Linked DNA regions of Mus musculus: all the other regions are linked to region 3. The links are chromatin contacts, called in public ChIA-PET and HiChIP or PLAC-seq maps. All regions are on one chromosome and are shown on one strand. Each heading gives the region's core, a stretch centred on a gene start, on an enhancer-like site or on the middle of the called end of the contact. The rest is flanking DNA. Distances are from core to core; before and after follow the strand shown. Region 1 overlaps Gm32511 (predicted gene, 32511). Region 2 holds the start of Aldh1a2 (aldehyde dehydrogenase family 1, subfamily A2). Region 3 holds the start of Rnf111 (ring finger 111). Region 4 holds the start of Aqp9 (aquaporin 9).

The links. ChIA-PET counts read pairs in DNA pulled down with a chosen protein or histone mark. HiChIP or PLAC-seq counts read pairs in DNA pulled down with a chosen protein or histone mark.
Region 1: a contact with region 3 is called in an H3K4me3 HiChIP or PLAC-seq map of bone marrow-derived macrophages, with 4 times the contacts expected there. The contact joins the enhancer-like site here to the promoter of Rnf111 in region 3. A contact is called at or near these places in 4 of 39 promoter capture datasets (the HPC-7 cell line, HPC-7-derived erythroid cells, erythroid cells and 1 more) and 6 of 115 datasets of contacts at active chromatin or transcription factors (astrocytes, bone marrow-derived macrophages, extraembryonic endoderm stem cells and 3 more).
Region 2: an H3K27ac HiChIP or PLAC-seq map of large pre-B cells shows a contact between it and region 3, with 6 times the contacts expected there. The contact joins the promoter of Aldh1a2 here to the promoter of Rnf111 in region 3. A contact is called at or near these places in 2 of 39 promoter capture datasets (neural stem cells and pre-B cells) and 2 of 115 datasets of contacts at active chromatin or transcription factors (embryonic stem cells and large pre-B cells).
Region 4: a contact with region 3 is called in an RNA polymerase II ChIA-PET map of memory CD8 T cells, with 22 read pairs. The contact joins the promoter of Aqp9 here to the promoter of Rnf111 in region 3. A contact is called at or near these places in 4 of 39 promoter capture datasets (the HPC-7 cell line, HPC-7-derived erythroid cells, erythroid cells and 1 more), 5 of 115 datasets of contacts at active chromatin or transcription factors (astrocytes, bone marrow-derived macrophages, forebrain and 2 more) and 1 of 9 other capture datasets (liver).

Annotation. Positions count from the first base shown.
Region 1 is chr9:71,177,978-71,181,024 of GRCm38.p6, reverse strand. Gm32511 (predicted gene, 32511) reads right to left here. Exons shown (of 6, transcript NR_110517.1): 4 at 2,711-2,844; 5 at 1,997-2,120. Among named protein-coding and RNA genes, the nearest start is that of Gm32511, 11 kb to the right of the region's middle. Within about 2 kb of position 1,549, at least 22 of the 459 cell types and tissues checked have an H3K27ac peak or open chromatin away from gene starts, as enhancers often do. A contact at or near this core is called in bone marrow-derived macrophages and erythroid cells, where this site is marked.
Region 2 is chr9:71,214,288-71,217,341 of GRCm38.p6, reverse strand. Aldh1a2 (aldehyde dehydrogenase family 1, subfamily A2) reads right to left here and starts at 1,553. Exons shown (of 14, transcript NM_009022.4): 1 at 1,379-1,553. The coding sequence starts at 1,495. Gm3458 (predicted gene 3458) reads left to right here and starts at 1,956. Exons shown (of 4, transcript NR_110518.1): 1 at 1,956-2,095.
Region 3 is chr9:70,502,184-70,505,127 of GRCm38.p6, reverse strand. It overlaps Rnf111 (ring finger 111), which reads left to right and starts at 1,353. Exons shown (of 15, transcript NM_033604.3): 1 at 1,353-1,669; 2 at 2,126-2,188.
Region 4 is chr9:71,161,997-71,165,063 of GRCm38.p6, reverse strand. Aqp9 (aquaporin 9) reads left to right here and starts at 1,775. Exons shown (of 6, transcript NM_022026.3): 1 at 1,775-2,091. The coding sequence starts at 1,981.

The DNA.
Region 1 (3,047 bases), core at 300-2,799, 680 kb before region 3:
TCTGAGTACGCTGTCATTGTCTTCAGACACACCAGAAGAGGGCATCAGATCCCATTACAGATGTTTGTGAGCCACCATGTGGTTGCTGGGAATTGAACTCAGGACATCCAGAAGAACAGTCAGTGCTCTTAACCACCAAGCCATCTCTCCAGCCCTTAACTCCAAATTTAAGACCCAGGAGAACAAGAGAACAGGATTGTCAGCCAGAAATGGGTAAGGTGAAGGCTGGGGACAAGGCCCAGTCAGAAAAGAGAGGCACAGGGACCTGAGTTCAAATCCTCAGGATGCACACGCAAAAAGAAAAAGTTAAACATGGTGGAGTGTACTTATAAACCAAATACTAGGAAAGCAGAGACAGACAGATGACTGGAGTTCACTGGCCAGCTAGCTTAGCTACTCGACAAGTTCTATGAGAGTTCAGGGGGAAGATGGGTTAGAATCCCTGGTATGACATATGGTTTAGCAGTTGCTATGTGAGATCAGAATCAAATTTCATGATGTTCCAGCCCTCAAGGTCTCAGAGGCGGGGTTGGGGTGGCGTTGAGTATGAGGAAACCCAGAGACCAGAGGTGAGGCTCAAAGAGAAACCTAAAAGTAGCCAAAGAAGCTAAAGGACCAGCTTCACAGAATACTTGAAGATACTAATGAAAACTACTAGTTTCAAAGAAAATCGAGTTGTATAAACGCATGGTGTCTTAGTAGAAATTTTATAAGTCCCCTGGTAGTCATCTATGAATGTGGCCAAAATGTTGGGAACTATTTTGCTAGCAAGGAAGAAAGTGGAGCCAAAGGGCCCGAGGTTGCGTTTCACAGATCCATCAGAAGAGGGTGCAGCAAGCAATCTAAAGGAAAGCATGGATTCAGGTCTTAAAAAAATCTTGGCACAGAGCAAAACTCCTCTAGTGTTCTTCATTCTAGGCAAGTGCCAAGAAACCCCTTTCCAACTCTTTAAATGCAGTGACAAGGCTGGAAACAGGGCCCAGCTGTTAAAAACCCAGAGGATGTGAGTTTGAATGTAGATCTTTTTGTGATAACACGGCAAGGCATGTGTCCAGTTTCTAGGAACTGTGTATGTATCATTTTTTGGGGGGGGGGTTCTCTTTAATGCCTCCTTTCACATCATGATTTTCCTGGCTATGATATAAAGGAACACAGAATGATATTTATGAAAGTATTTCTGGGGTGCCTCATCGAACTGAGTGGTATCTGCATGGAACTAATGTAAAACAAGCTTATCCTATCTAATCTCATCTGCCCTGCATTGTGTATCAACAGGGCGTTATTCTGAAACTATAATCACTCACTTGCATGTTGTAACATCTGAGGTCACAATGTTGCCATTCGTGATAACACGGGGTGGGGGGGGGGGTGGTATTTGGAATTTAGAAAAAGTATTGACGGAAAGAAACGTGACCATGTGGTAAGTACTAAGCATCCCATGAATGGTGACTATATAATTAATTTACTACACAGAGCTGGCCTGTAAGGTTTGCATTATGATAATCTCTTTTGTGCAAATGGGGAAACTGAAGGGCAAAACTGCTCTTCCCCATTGAAAGTTTCATAACTGCTAAGTGCTAGAAGAGAAAGAGGAAACCAAGGTCTCTAACTCTGGGGTCTTTAGGATCAAGCCTGAACTCTTAATCTCTCTCAAAAGCAAAGAAAAGATCTCCATCACTGCTTGCCCTGAGTGCCTGTCATGACCAGGGAACTGGTTCCTTTCTGGGGTAGGTCCCCAAAATTAATGCAAGTACCTCAACTGGGCCAGGGTCTGGATCCCCTCCAAGGCAAAGTGATGAGAGTGAGGATGCTGGACTGTGAGTTACAAAGGGTTTCTGGGTTACGTATGGGAAGGCATAGTGACTGCCAAGATTTGTGAGGAGCAGCACTATCTAAAGCAGTGGTTCTTAATCTGTGGGTCACAACCCTTTTGGGGGGATTGAATGACCCTTTAACAGAGGTCAAATATCAAATTTCTTACATATCAGATACTTACGTTATGGCCCATAATTAGTAGCAAAGTTGCCGTTATGAAGTAGCAGTTAAATAATTTTATGGTTGGGGATCATCACAACAAAAGGCACTGTATTAAAGGGTTGCAGCATTAGGAAAGGTGAGACCTACGGATCCAAAGTAGGAGAAGATTCATAAGGTCAAAACCTGGCTTAGGAAAGAAGAGTATGAAATAGAATCCCAAGATGGAAGGCATTAACTTTGGGAAGATGTATCTTGGGACCAGGAAGTAGAAACCCCAGGTATGGAGTGTGAAGTAACTCCTTTTTGGGGGGAGTAGCCTTTAGGTACAGGAGAACTTTGGTTATAAGGTTTTGAGGAGCAGGTAAAGGCAGCCAGTTCCCTGTTCCAGTCCATGTTTTCTAAGATTCTAAGACCCCACATGTGTAGAATTTTCTGCCTAGGAGGCATGCACAAGTGCCAACAGGAGTAAAACAGCCACCTTTCACACTGTAAACTGAAAAGTGGGCATCCTGGTTCTAAGCCAGAGTGAACTTGGAATGTGAGACATCTTCCAGGACCTTTGTTTCTCTTCTTCCCTCCCTCCCTTCCTCCTCTTCCTCCTTCTCTTTCTCTTTTTCTCTTTTCTTCTCTCCCCTCCCCTCCCCTTCTCTCTCTTTCCCTTCCCTTACCCCCTTTCTCATTTTTCCTTTGAGTCAGGGTCTCACTATGGACCCCAAGCTGTCTTGGAACTTACTCTGTAGACCAGGTTGACCTTGAACTTTCAACTTTCCTGCCTCAGACTTTTGAGAGTCAGGATTATTTAAGTGCCATCTTGCCAAGCATGAAGACAACATATTGAGTCTCAACCAGTTCCACTCGATTAAAAATCTACTTTCAGAGAAGAGCCATATTTAGTATGCAGCATTTCTATTAATTCTTTTATGTAAATTTAATTTTGCTTGACATAAATATAAATTTCATTTATCAATGTACTTTGATCACATCCAAACTTTCCCATCCTTCCTCCAAACCCTCCCCTACAAATGCTCTCCCAACTTCACCTCTGACCGCCTTCCTCTTCACTCGTTGAG
Region 2 (3,054 bases), core at 304-2,803, 710 kb before region 3:
CCTCTCATTAAAATGGCTTTCAAAAATTTGTCACACCATCTAAAAGCTAACAGGTACATTAAATCCACATTCAAAAATACGAATCCTACAAATCCTTATTCTGAAACTCAATGCAACAAAAATTCAGAAACGATGTTTTTGCATTTCTCTTTCAACCGTAACAGTTGTCACATGCGAACAACTTAACTTCTCTGCTTTTCGCGTATAGTGTAATGCCCGCGATGGAACACTTATCAGCTGTATCGTGTGCGCGCGCTGCAGTTAACTGGCGAGAGTTTGCGGTAGGAATGAAAATCAAATTAAAAAAAAAAATTCTAAAATGAACTCTCAAGAAGTGTGGCTTTAAAGGCTACAGTCGCCTTTTTGCTATAACATTCAATCCCTTTGTGTATGTATTTCACAAATTTCCCCCGTGGATTTTTTTTCCCTGAGAACGGTGGAGTGGTAGGGGATCAAGTCACATGGGGCAGCAGGCGTGTATTGCTTTTTAATGCAGTTTAACAACAATAATTCGTGCTTGACAAACTAAGATGTCAGAATTCGTTAGGAAAAAAATCATTAGGCTTATCAGTGCAAAAGTGAGCTCGCTAATTTATGTGACTTGAGTTATTTTCCCTTTTTCTAAAATGTCCATTGCCTACAAAATCCCGAGGAAATCCTGGCATAGACCTACTGCGTCTCGGCCAGGTCCCCGCGAAGTCTGTGGGACTCCGGTCCTGACAACCCTTCAGCGACTCCGCTCTGAGGGAAGATAAGCCCGCGCGGCCGCGCACCTCCGGACCCGAGGGACCGCGGGGCGACACCGGACCGCAATGCCACCCTGGCGGTGAACCCCACTCTGCTCTGAGACCGAGGGACAGGGAGAACTGCACCCCGGTGGGCTCTGAGGAAACCCAGGGGAACACCCTCCTCAAGCCAGAGCCCGGACTGCTCTGAGGAGACCTGGGGGACCCCAGAGCCAAACTCCATTTGCTCTGATAAAACTTGGGGGCTCGCACAACCGGACTCCGGTCTGCCCTGAGCTCTAAGGGACCCCAGAACTAAGCCTCGTTCTGCCCTAGGGACATCTAGGACCGGACCCTAGCCGGCTCTAAAGAGTCATAGGGGACTCCAGAACCAGACCCAGGTCTGCTCTGGGAAATCCCACCTCCCCAGGCAGTCCCGAGGTCGTCACCACCGTCCGCCGCCGCTGGCGATCCCCGCGCTGCCTTCTGTTTGGGACCGGTTCTCCCAAGACGCTCCCTAAACCGGGGCGGGACTTGAGAAGCCCGCATCGCGGTCCCCGCGGAGGCGCGGAGATGACAGGCGACCTCCGGGCCCCCGGCCTCTGAAGGGATCCAGAGGATGCTTCCAGAAAGCGTCCGCCGGACGGCTTTACCTTGGTGTACTTGATCTCGAGGTTGGGCGTGGGCGACGGCAGGAGCTGCAGCGAGGCCATGAGCGCGGCGGGGTCGGCCTTCACCTCGCCCGGCATGGCGATCTCGCTGGAAGTCATGGGCGGCCACGGGTGGGTGTGCGCGGGGCGCTGCGCGGCCGGGGCGCGCTCGCTGTATATAGGCAGGTGTCAAGCGGGGGGCGCTTCTTATTGGACGTGCGGCCCACAGGCGCGGGGGGCCGGCCCAGGAGGACATTTGCATACGGCCGCGCGCGGCGCCCGCACGGTCAAGTCCGCGGCCCACGCTCCCGCGGGCGCGCCCGGGGGGGCCTCGACGGCCGGAGCGCAGCCTCGGCGGGACCGCGCTGGCCGATGGCAGCCCCGCGAGCCTTAGCGCTGGTCGGCCGGGAGGAGAGGCGCCCGAGCCGCGGCCCCGCCGAGCCCCGCGCCCTTCCTAACACTCGCTCTTCTCCTCCCCCGGGGTCCCGAGCAGCCCGAAAGAGCTTTCGCTCAGCCTTCCGCGTGGCGCGAGGGGCGCGTGGCCGCTGGGTGGGGTGATAGATGCTCCCCACACTCCCAAGGAGAACCTTCTGGAACCGCCGACGCCGCGCTGGCCCCCACCAGGCTTCTCAGCCCAACTGCTGCCCTCTGCCGGCCCCGCGGCCTAGTTGTGCCTGAGGCCGTGGGCTTCATCTGCCTTGGGTTGCCTGGATATTCCAGGTCTTGATGGTCTCCTTCCAGCCCTTTCCTTTCCTCTTCCCATCCACACCGGGAAACACTTGGGATTTTCTGTTGCTCTTCCTGTCAGAATCTCCGGGTTGAGCTTCCATCTCCATCCCTTCTCGTCTTACAAGCAGCCTTATAGTTGAGTAAAGATGGGCGCTGATCAGGAATCAGTAGCCTAGACAGTTCACTCCAGATAGCGTGGGAGAATCATTGGACCAATATCACGAGCCCATATAGATAGCTCTTTATAGGGCTTTCTGCCTCTATCCCCATGAAAATCCCACAGCCTTATCCAACCTGACTCTTCCTGTTTTTCTATGGAAGACTCTCAACTCCCAAGCAACTGCTTCGCTCTTGCTCAATCATTTCTTTGCATGTTGTTCACTACAAAACACTTACTTTAGATGTGTTCATTAACTAAAATTCCGTAAATGATTGGTGCTTAGATTCTGTGCAGACAGAATGCTGTTGTCTTAATTGAATTTGTGAGACAAGTTCCAGGCTCCGAGAACTCTTTATAGGGTATCTGCCTAAAGTGACCGAGCAAGCACTACGTCGTCGTCCTAGAGCAACAATACAGCCTAATTTAGGCAGTTGAAAAATTCCTATTCACAGGGAACGTTTATGGCCAAAGAGTGTGTCTTAATAACCGAATATACTCCTAAGAATCGCCTTTATTTAAGCTGTAGAAGACTGAGAAAGAATAAGAAGAATGGTGGGGAGGTAGCTCTGTAGGTAGAGTGCTTGCCTAGAACGCTGGGTTTAGTTGCCAGCACCACCTTGAACTGGGGTAGAGATGCATGCCTGTAATTCCCAGCATCCCACTGGATGGAGGCAAGAGGATTAGAAGTTCAAGTTCATCCTCTCTTACAGGAGAGAAGGAGCGAGGGAGGAAGAGAGGGGGGAAGGGGAAGGGGGTACAGAGGAGGAACGGAGGGAGGGACAGAGGAAGG
Region 3 (2,944 bases), core at 104-2,603:
AGTGGTCTACTTAGTTTTAGATTAACACACTCAACAACCAACTAAGTTCAAGCCTTTGGGTAAACATTAGACACTTCAAAAACTCTACCTGATCAGAACAGACAAGTCTTGCCTCTAACCTAAAGTCCCCAACCCAAGAAGCACACATCTTTAGTCCCAGAAGCAGAGGCAGAGGCAGGCAGATTTCTGAATTCGAGGCCAGCCTGGTCTACAGAGTGAGTTCCAGGAAAGCCGGGGCAATACAGAAAAACCCTGTCTCGAAAAAAACCAAACCTAACCAAGCCCGGAAACAAAACAAAACAAAACAAAACAAAACAAAAAAGTCCTGGGCTTTGATAGTCCCGATAGAATTCTACTTGTAGAGGGCAGCAACTAGGGAGGCTGAGGAAATCCAAATCCAATGTTTTCCATTTCTTCTTCTTTTAAAATTTAAAAATACTCCCAGTTCTTGGGAGGCAGAGTCAGGTGGATCTCTGAGTCTCTGGAGTGAGTTCCAAGACAGCCAGGGCTACACAGAGAAACTCTGTCTCGAAAAACCAAAACCAAACCAAACCAAGCCAAAAAATCACCTTCACTAAATATGGAGAACATGAGTGAATATTATCGACGAGCTGATGTAGAAGGAGGTTATTAATGCTTGTTAAATACTTAATTGGTAATATAAGGTACTTTAAGTCGTCATATTTGACCTCACAAGATCATTTTGAAGCATATAAGGCTATCATGTTTTATAGAAGAGGAAACTGAGATTTATAAAGGTGTTAATAAGTCAGCTTGGGCACCCTCACTTTGCTTTCTGACCGGAAATCTGTCTGATTGACTGCAGAGCCCACTCTCTGTCCTTACATCCTTCTAGGGCACACAATAAAAACTGCAATCTTCTGGGTTTTGTGAGGCAATTAAGAAGTCATCTGCGATTGTATAGCTCCCAGGCTACCTAATAATACATTTGAAATGATTTTGAAAATTCACTTCACCAGTGAGATGAGATCTCTGTTTTGGGTATCATCTGCTGAGAAAGACACTAACCCGTGTTTTTTTGTTTTTTTATTTAAAGGCGCGACTAGTGCAATCAGTAAGCTGGAATAATTTTTAGTTTGAGAAAAAGCAACCAGTACGTAGGCGGAATTATGCTGAAGCACTGTTGAGCCCGAAATCACGGAAGAAAGTGAACCCAACCACCTTATTTTTAACTTAGTCCCACTGGGCCAACAGTTCGCCTAAGCCAGTGCAAAGAGGAAGGACTGGGACGCAGGGGGGCGGTCCCTGGCCCGCACATGCGCAGACATACTGCTGTGAGAGGGCGTGAGGGTCCGGAGCGCTCGCTTTCCGAACTGTCGTAAAAGGGCCCCGGTGTCGCGCTCGCGCAGTCGGGGAGGGCCGGCCCAGGCTGCGGCGGCGGCGACGGCGATGGTGGCGGGGCGCTGGTGCTGCGCGGCGTAAGGCACGCCGGCCGTTCAGGGTCGCGAGCGCGCGTGGGCCGCGATCGGGTGCTCGGAGCCGGGTCCAGCCGAGCCAGGCTCAGCCTCACGCTCCGCGGCGGCGGTGTTGACAGACGCCCTCCTGAGGAGAGCCGCCCGGCCCGCCTCAGCCTCACCCGGCCGAGCGCTGTTCCCCAGCCCCGCGCCAGCGAGTCCGGGACCTGGCCGCACGGGGCCTGCGGACTCGGGTGAGGGCGCCGGCGGAAGGGGGGGGGGTGCGGGGGAGGGGAGCGGCGCGGTGGCGCTTGCGCGCGGCGGGGGAGGGGCCGAGCAGGAGGGAGAAAGAGGAAGGGCCGCGGCGGCCGGCCCGGGTCGGCGACAGGGGAATGACCGCGGGTCCCGGACGGCGCGGAGTGGCTCATTGTGTCCGGGCAAGAGTCCGCCCGCGGACACACCCACGGCCTCTTGGGAGGGGGTGGGTGAGGGGATTGCGCCCCGGGGCCGCCGCTCGCCAGCGGGACTGGGGCTCAGGGCCGAGGAGTGGGGGTGACAATGGAGTGAGGAAGGTAACCCCGGCTGGAGCCGGGAGCCGCCCGGTGCGGGCGGGCACGCGCAGTCCGCGGAGCAGAAGACAGGCGCGTCTGATATTGTGTGGAGTTGGCTGGTTAGTCATTAAAAAAAGATGTTTTCTTTATCCTGCCTAGATAATTGATCGGAGTCAGCAGTGGTGCGGTGGAAATATCGGTTTTTGTTCTGGAGAAATAGAGGTTTGTCACCACACTTCTTAGATTATAGAGCTTTATAGATAATTTTAAAAAAAAAGTGTGACTTTTTAGCGTCCAAAAAAAACAACAACCAAAAACCAAAAAACCAGGAAGTTGTAGCTAGCGCCTTCACTTAATTTGCTCATGTCTGGGGTGACTCCATTGTATTGTTGAGAGCTTTCCTGTTCCTTGATTTATGTACAGAATGAGTTTAGAACTCCTGAGTAGCAGTGAGTGAGCCAGCTGACAGAGACCTCATTGTCAGAGTTCTGACAGCTCTTGAACCTGACTTGATCCAAACTTAGTTCCATTTGGCACTTTTATCTTTAATTTTCTTGTTTTGGGGACCTCTTTAACCAAAGAGAGCAAAATCAAAAAAAAGATGAACAGAGGTTCCTCATATCTTTACCATTTGTCTTTGCAATAGCTCTCACGTGACTTAATACAGATGTCCTTTCAAGAATTCTGATTTTACTTAGCTTTTGAGTCTACGTTAAAGAACCCAAACAAACCCCAAAACCTTCATGTGCGTATATACCAGTGTGTGGGGTCTGTACATGTGAGTGCAGGTGCCTCTGAGGCCGGAAGAGGACCTAGTACTCTGGAGTGGTAGTTAAAGGAGGTTTTGCACTGCCCTGTATAGGTGCTGAGTCCCGATTGGGTCCTCAGCCAGCATAGTAAGCACTCTTGACAACAAACCATTTTTCCAGGTCTGGATTTATATTTTGATAGTTTGTAACTAAGTGATTTTTTGTTTTG
Region 4 (3,067 bases), core at 526-3,025, 660 kb before region 3:
GGTCTCCGTCATAGCCAGCCCTGTGACAAGCAAGACTGCCCCGTGCTTTTGCTACAGGCAGTGCTTGGCACACAGCAAGTATGCCATAAATATTTGTCAGGTGAGTGAGCGTGGACTCTGAAGAACACGCTTTGTGTCTTATTAGCTGAAGTCAGAGCAATAAAGTCCTGTTCCTCTGGTCGAGCCACCAGGACTTGGGCATAATGTGGTCATAGGAAACTCTCCAAGACAAAGCTATCCATGATCACCTAACCAGGAGTTAAAGCAAACTTCTGGGTGTTTCAGCTACATCCTCATCATGACCATTTAATCAGGAATTAAAGTCGAAATGCTAGATTGTTTTTTATTTATTTATTTTTTAAATTTATAGTATTGACCTCTTCGGTCTGAACTGTAAACTTTACCTGCAGCTTAGGTGTTTGATCCTGCCTCTGGGCTCTTCCCAGCTGCTCTGCTCACAGCCTCCCCTCACCCCTTCCAGCCTGCCTCCTCAGCTGGAAATGATTGAGGGCCTCCTGCAAAGGTAGAGGAGGGCCCCAAAGAAGACTGGGAACTGGGCAGGCTGCTCTGAGGGAGGGAAGGAGGGTGGGAGGGAGGGAGGGAGGGAGGGAGCATAGCATGGGTTCAAGTCAGTGGACTGCCTGGGGGTGTTTAGAGACTACTGCCTCCAATTCCGTCTTTTCAGACAAACCAGCTTTGGAAATCAGGGCTTGCTTATTGATCAGGTCAAGAAGCTATTATAAGATGTAGTCTGTTGCCTGTGAGGATGTTAATTCATCAGATTTAAACTAGATACCTTAGTGGGGCATAGTTACTCCTCTCTTCTTTAACTGGGATGGGATTGACTGGTCAGAGGGCTAGAATTCCAGTCCTCTGCTTTCTCTATCTTTCTGATTCTTGAATCCTAAACTCTGTTTACCAGATAGGGAGACCACTTCAGTGAACAAGAGGGAGTTCCCATCTTGTCCCATAAACACCTTAACACCCTCCCCTCCCCTCCCCCCTCTTTCCCTCCCTCCCTCCTCCCCCCCCTTTTTTCCTCTCAAGACAGGGTTTCTCTATATAGCCCCAACTGTCCTGGAACTCATGTAGACCAGGCTGGGCCCTTGAACTCACAGAGATCAACCTGTCTCTGCACACACACACACACACACACACACACACACACACCTCACCCCCCACCCTACCCCCAGCGCTGGGATTAAAGGCAGCACTAACCCAATGCCCCATAAACTTACATTTCGGAGCCTTTAAACTGCCCTTCCATAAGTTAATTTAGTTATTTCTGGAGCCCTTCAGAAAGACTCCAGCAGTCCCATGAACTCCCCGAGGCACTACTAGAGCCAGCCTAGTCTCTTTCCCTTACACTCTCCAGTTTGGAAGAAAACCTTCAGGAGAGAATGTTCACAGTGAAGGTGTCTATACCTGATTGAACTATTCTAAATTACACCCAAACTGCCCACTTCCGAATAGGAGAAAACAAATCATCAGAAGGCTGAAGTTGTGTAACAGGTAAATCTCTTCTGGACCAAGGCCCATCTCTGGTTTGGCAACCCAACCAACGTAGCATCTCTTTTCTCATCTCCTGGAAAAAAAAAAAAAAAAGAAAGAAAGCCAACAGAGAAAAAGTAGCCAGAGAACAGAGAATAAAGGTAATGATTAATCTGTCAAGTACAAAAAGAGTCATTTTGAGGATTTGGAATTATAACTCATTAATGCAAACAAATAGCAATGAGCTGGGAGGGAGGGAGGGGCTGACAGCAGAGGCAGACAAGGATTAAGTCACAGTTCCTAATTAGGACAGGCTCTCTGACACAGTCAGGTATCTCTTTAGTCGCCTCCAGAGATCCGTGCAGAGCTAAGTGAGCTTGGTTTTTTTAAAATTCTTTTTTGTTTGGTTTGGTTTTCATGTGGTAGTGAAGGCAGGAAACTGAGCGAGCAGACCTTGGTGGAAAGCTTACCTCTGGCAGAAACCCCAAGATGCCTTCTGAGAAGGACCGAGCCAAGAAGAACCTCGTGCAGAGGCTGGCCCTGAAGAGCTGTCTGGCTAAGGAGACACTCTCTGAGTTCCTGGGCACCTTTATAATGATTGTGAGTATTGCTCGATTTCCATTTTCCCAGTTCAGACCTAACCCCGCCTTCCTGGCTGCCAGGCGTCTGGAGCAGGGCGTTTGTTTTTTTGTTTTCCCTGATTATCAGTTCCAGTCCCTTCTAGGAGGCAGCAAGTCACTTTCTAGGTTACTTGACTATTTGGTGACCATTAAGAGCTTCGTTCGCTCTTAACGTGTAGCCAAGACAGTTGATAGGAGTGGAGAAGGGGGAAGGGGAGTACTTCTTCATTTTAAAATGTCTCAAAGTGGCTTTTATGATGAAAGAGTTGCTAGACATTGCTTCCCATTTGGTGACTGAGTCATCTGAAACAAACATTAATGGTCAATAGATAGCGTGGAACAGGCTGCCAAGAGAGGTGCCTGGCAGTTTTGTTTGTTTGTTTGTTTGTTTATTTATTTATTTATTTATTTGTGTGTGTGCACGAATGCACACAAGTGCATCTGAAAATGGCCTGGCAGTTTTATTTATTTGTTTGTTTGTTTGTTTATTTATTTATTTATGTGTGTGCACCAATGCACACAAGTGCATCTGAAAATGGCCTGCTGGAGTCAGCTCTCCTTCCACCATCCTTCCACCATGTGGACTCTAGGGATGGAGCTCAGGTCATCAGGCCCGGCAACAGGGACTTTTATCTCGTGAGTCATCTCACCGGACCTACTTAGTAAATCAGAACTTGGGGTTAGTATGGTGTGTGTGTGTGTGTGTGTGTGTGTGTGTGTAGCCTTGTGTTGGTTTCATATAATTTCTCCCTTTTGATTGAACTTGACTTGAGCAAATCTCTCAAGGTCTTTAAATTGAACTTCATAGAGTTAAACATGGACAGGCCTAAGAATCTCAAAAAGAGATTGGCTCAGCTATGAAAACAAACAAAACAAAGAATAAAACAGAGACCAGAAACTATTGCTACTTTCTGAACTGGTGTGAGCCCTGGCCTCAGGCTTTTTTTAAAATGGGA